Linked DNA regions of Sus scrofa: region 1 is linked to region 2. The links are chromatin contacts, called in public HiChIP or PLAC-seq maps. All regions are on one chromosome and are shown on one strand. The core of a region is the stretch at or near the end of the contact, and the rest is flanking DNA. Distances in the headings are between cores, read along the strand shown. Region 1 overlaps TRAK1 (trafficking kinesin-binding protein 1). Region 2 has its middle 140 kb from the start of CTNNB1.

Region 1 (2,700 bases), core at 162-2,661, 790 kb before region 2:
TGCCTCATATGATATGGGCAGAAACCGAATAAAATATTCATTTCTGTCTGTTTTGTTCACTGTTGTGCCTGGAACACTGTGAAAGCTCAAGTGTAGAATGAATTCAATGACTCGCCCGCTATGCTCAAACCTACTCAAGACAACCAAGCCAAGGGTCCTGTCTTAACCACAACTATACAACTGCAGTGTCTGTGAAAAACAATGGATTTCCACTGAGCCATCTGTTATATTAGGACATGAGAAGGAAATATCTCAGGGGCTTCCTGAATGACAAAAGATCATTTCGAAGTCAGCCTCTGAAATTAACCCACAAAATTGAAAGGCGGGATCTCATCTACGCATCAAAGAAGGACCGGAAGTTCTTGTTTTAAATTGTGTTTTGAAGAAAGCTGCATTTCCATATCGCCTTCTCAATGAGCACTGACCATCAGTGCAATCATGGCCTTGTGTTTTTGAAAACAGATTCCGCAGCCATGGAAACAGACGTTGTCACTGTATACTGACTTCACTGTAGGATCAAGGGAGAAGAAACATCTCAGCTTCGACACAGAGGCTTAGCTACAAATATTTTTCTTTTCAATAAAATGTGCTTTACCATAATCATTAAATGAGGCCCTTAAATTCTTAATTCTCCAGACAAACTGTACCATGTAAAAGTTCCTTCAGCTAACAATTCATACTGCAGGCACATGCGTGGGAAAAAAAAAAAAAAAGGGTCCCGTTCCTGATTCTACTAATTCTCAATAATCCCCCAAGAGGCAAGTGGGTTTCACTCGGCCCACATTCAAAGTCGTCAGATTCTAGACTTAACCCAGCTTGATGGCAAAGAAGAAATTCTCTACAAAGCGGTAAAGCAGGCATCTTGAAAAGACGAGAAAGGAATGGGAAATCTTAGTTCAATTTTTATCATCACTTTCGGTAAGTAATCCAAAGCAGACCTTGGAATTAATTGTGAAGTAGCAGAAATAATTAGGAATGTGTGGTATTGAGAGCAGAAGCCCCAAGTCTCTAGATAAGAATATCCCAGGAAGCAGTGAGGTCAGAGAATAGAGCCACCAAGGGGATGAAGGAAGCATATTTTCCCCCAGAAAAAAAGCACCTAATTAGTCTTTCTGACTGACATTAGCGGGGCTGTTACTAGGGAACTGGTCAAAACAGCCATGTACACACTGAGCCAATACTGACAGCTGGGCCTCAGTCACAGAACTTCTGGGATGGCAGGATCTCCCTTGGGTGAGGGGCCATGATAAGCACGAGGCACAAAGGCCACAGCAGGACAGGAAGTGAAAGGAGGAAACACACCAGCTAGGAAGTGGATGGCGGGGGGCAGGGGGACCTAGTCATCCCCAAGCAAAAGAGGGCTGGCGCTCACTGGTCCCTGCCAGCCACCACCCCGAGGGTGCCAACAGTGGGAGGCCCTGCAGAGGCACCACTTCCTGTCGATGACCTTGCTCAGAGGAACCAAGACAGGCAGCTTTATTTAGCAAAGCTGGGCCATCGCTTTCTCTCTCCAACATCTTTCCAACACAGAAAAACCATGTCCCTCCACTGCTTTGGTGGGTCTTACACACCTCCCAACTTCAATTCACAAGTGAAAGGTGATTGGCAGACCCAGCAAAGACAGCTTGCCCACAGCGTCAAAACTACACCACCCACAGGGCCTCAGGGGAACTAATGGGGTCACATTTTTTCAACTGTGTTATGTTTTGCCAACAGTTTTTTTTTTTTTTTTTAATTTTTGAACTTACTGGCAATTCTTAAAAATCCTAAGTTTTCAGATTTAAAAAAAAATCTGGATTTCTCAGCCCCTCTTGATAAATTTGGAGATCTGGCAACTTCAGACTCACATTCCTAAGATATTACTGAAAAATAATACTTGGGCAGGAGCTAGAAAGCAGTTGCCCTCCAATTTGCCACAGTCCTAGCATCTGGTACCCAGTTGGTCTCATCCCTTTGTCTTATCCACCTGGGTTATCCCTTTGTGTTATCTATTAGCATGTTATATAGAAAAAAGGGCAACATTCTGGAATAGTTTTGCTTCCACTAATACAGAATAAGTCCAGTCTAGGCAGGTCCTCTTTTTTTATATCAGGGTCATTTTGCAAAATTCCAATTAAAGACTCTTTGGAAAGGGGGGTTGATTTAAGATAAAGCTCTGACTAGCTTATTGTTTATACTTATAATCGTGACATATAACCCAACTTAAAAAGTTTTCTATTAAGAAATCCTTAAACTTCACATAATGAGAATTTTCTCCAACAAATTCTACTATATTACAATCAGAATTTCATAGGAGAATTCTGTTAGACCTTCAAAGACTAGATAATTCTAATTACACTTAAATTATTCTAGAGCATAGGAAACGGGGAAAAAAAAAAGTCCATTTCTTTTCATGAAGTAAATATAATACTGACACCTAAAACAGATAAATACAGCACAAAAAAAAAAAAAAGTAAAGCCTAATCTCACGAACAGCAACAAAAAAACTTAATGTGACATAAGCAACAACATCTGCTACCACATTAAAACACACACACACATGTACAGACACCATGGGACCTATTCCAGGTACATAAGGATGGTTCCACATCTAAAAATCCATTGTCGGAGTTCCCGTAATGGCTCAGCGGTTAATGAATCCAACTAGGAACCATGAGGTTGTGGGTTCAATCCCTGGCCTCACTCAGTGGGTTACCGATC
Region 2 (2,700 bases), core at 142-2,641:
CTCCTCTCCTCCACAGCAATCCTGTGTGTGCAGGGGCACCAGAGCCCTGAGTGATGATCTTATTCTTAGAAAGGCCTCATGGTACCCAGGCCTCTGCAGGAGAACTGTAAGGAAAGGGGCTGAGTTCCCAGTGCAGTGCCTGGAGTTTTGTGTGTAGTATCTGCTGGGTCCTCCACTTGTAGATCCTTGTATCTTTTGTCCTGGTTTCTTTCCAGCTCTGGCAGAACCCTCAACTTCCTTCCTGAACTTTCTTCTCCCAATTTTAGCACTGTATGTTCAATGACCTTTATGCAGTACTCAACTACCTCAAAGTTCTCTCTAGCTTCTTTTATGCATTCACCTAAAATGTTCACTCTCTTTCTTCTAAATGTTGAACAGAATTATCAGAACCAGACTGTCTTTTTAGATGCAGCTCCAGGTTTCGTATTACCTGCTATTGTCATTGGCATGTTGAGATTGAGGTATAAACACCTCTGCTCAAGAGACAGAGGTAAGGAAGGCTCTGGGAATTTGCTGCAGGATTCAGGGAACAGCACTTGTCTTGGGCTCAGGCAGCATGAGTTCAATGCCAGGATCCACCTGATAATAGCTGTGTGAATTAGGACATGTCACTTAACCTCCTGGGTCTCAGTTTCTGCGTCTGTAAATAGTAAAGATAATTTCAAGGTTGTTGTTAGACTCTGGGACATGTGGGGAAAGTGCTTTGTACACCGTAAAGAGAATTACAGAGGTGATACGTTATTTCCTGTGCACTATGCTCGGCAATTTGTATAACTAGAGTCTCTTATATTTCTGCTTGCTTGGTTGTGTTAGATGGCACACATCCTGAGGGCCGGTCACATAAGCGGGTGGCTGCTGGGGGCTCAGCAGGAACACAGGGTTGGGACAGCTTCTTCTGTTCCAAGTTGCCTTATGTCTTTGTGCTTCTGCACTTTCAAGGAGAAGCAGTCAATGCTTCTTTTTCTTTCTTTCCATTCACAGAGGGACATCAACTGGTTCATGTTCGGTGAACATCAGGATTGTTCCTGTGTCAGAGTAGGGAGAAAGGATGCAGGGCACAGAGTGGGGAGGGAAAATCTGCAGATGCTGAAAGTATCACTTCTGTTTTTTTCTCTTAACCCAGACAGATAAATAAGAGAAGCAGCACACTTGAAGCAGCCATCACCCCAGGACCTGTACAACCCATCTTCCTGGAGGGCTGCCTGAGGGGAGGCTTCTAGCTGAAGCGGTGTCAGCTGCACCTCCTCGTCTGTGAGTGTCTGGAGTTCTGGCTCTGGGTGCCCTTTGGCCTGAGAGAGCTGCCGGAAGTCTCCTCGACGTCTGTGTTGACTCTCTCTGTTGTTCTCTCACTTTTCTCGGCCTGTTTCCTGTTCACCTCTGTCCTCGACTGTCTGGTAGGCCTGACTCATAGGAAACCACAGCCAAGTCACCTGGAGGTCTGAGTCACAATGGCTCTTGGAGCATCTTTTTCTTAAAAAATAATAAAGGCAAAAGTATGTGCCTAACTCAGGACTGTATTTTGCAATGGATTTCAGCTGAGAATTGCTTTAAATGGTTAGTTCTGGGAATTCCCCACATGGGTCAGATGACTTATCTTTGGCAACTGTGCTACAAGTGAGTCATTTTAATCTCCTAGCAACGGAGTTTTCCTCCTTCCCTCTTTCCCTCCACAAGGGTTTGCAGAAAACCCACGTGTCCCAGGCACAACACTAGGTCTTAGGCATAGAAATGAGATGTAAGGTGATGCTCAGCAAGCTGCCACTGGTACACGGGAGTGGGGGCGGTGATGGACCAGTGCATGCACAGTGACACATGTGAAACGTTCGCTGGCTGGGGACACACAGGGGCACTGAGCTCAGCCCCAGGATTGTCCTGACCCAGGGCCAGGTGTGAACAAATTGGGTGAGGGGGGAAGGAGAGACATCCTAGGTGAGGTCAGAGATTTCTCTGCCACATTCTTGGTGGTCACCTAGGATGCTCTTGTATACAGCAGAGCTGAGCCTGCTGACCTTGGCAACACCTCTCAGTCACATGGGAGTGCTCTGTAAGAGGGGGGATGCAGACAAAAGTAGTGGGGGGAAGGAGGATAGAGGAAGGTGGTCCCTTTCTTAAAGAGCCCTGAGAAAGGCAGCTACCAGTGTCCTTTGGGCTGGACTCACCCCTCACTTTTTGGGATGGCCCATTTGTGAGCGGTGCACCCACAGGCACAGGGGGACAGCAGATGCAGATGGCCAGTGCTGGTGGCCAATGTTTTGGGCACCCTGTGACACATCTCCTCAGCCCACCTATGACTGTGGCTGCAGCTCTGCTGGAAGTTCAGTGTGGGCTCATGTGAGGATGTCCAGCTCCAACATGAGGCAAATCTCCCCATTTCCCTGCCACAGAGCCAGCTGTGCAGATGGGAGCCCTCACCAAGCATAGCCTGGAAGTGAGGGGGTGACACCAGGAACCACCCTCCACCTGTGGAGATGAGAACCAGTGCCTATAGGCCCCCCTTCTCATCCTGTGCATGGAACAGCCCTCGGGTAGGGGAAGAATGACAATATGCAGTCCAACAAGAATGCAGAGGTGTGAAAGTGTGACAGCAGGTCCACTGGACAACTTCTCCAAGTGGCAAGAGGCTTTCTACCCTCTGGCCACACTGCACCTCTTCCTGTTGCGAATTCTCTTGTAGGTGCACCTTGTTCTGAGCACGACTGC

The links. HiChIP or PLAC-seq counts read pairs in DNA pulled down with a chosen protein or histone mark.
Region 1: a contact with region 2 is called in an H3K27ac HiChIP or PLAC-seq map of alveolar macrophages. The contact joins two enhancer-like sites. A contact is called at or near these places in 1 of 47 Hi-C or Micro-C datasets (embryonic fibroblasts) and 1 of 2 datasets of contacts at active chromatin or transcription factors (alveolar macrophages).

Annotation. Positions count from the first base shown.
Region 1 is chr13:25,817,767-25,820,466 of Sscrofa11.1, reverse strand. All of the region lies in intron 1 of TRAK1 (trafficking kinesin-binding protein 1), which reads right to left. Among named protein-coding and RNA genes, the nearest start is that of TRAK1, 46 kb to the right of the region's middle. Within about 2 kb of position 1,411, at least 41 of the 83 cell types and tissues checked have an H3K27ac peak or open chromatin away from gene starts, as enhancers often do. A contact at or near this core is called in alveolar macrophages, where this site is marked.
Region 2 is chr13:25,027,027-25,029,726 of Sscrofa11.1, reverse strand. No RefSeq gene overlaps it. Among named protein-coding and RNA genes, the nearest start is that of CTNNB1, 140 kb to the left of the region's middle. Within about 2 kb of position 1,391, at least 39 of the 83 cell types and tissues checked have an H3K27ac peak or open chromatin away from gene starts, as enhancers often do. A contact at or near this core is called in alveolar macrophages, where this site is marked.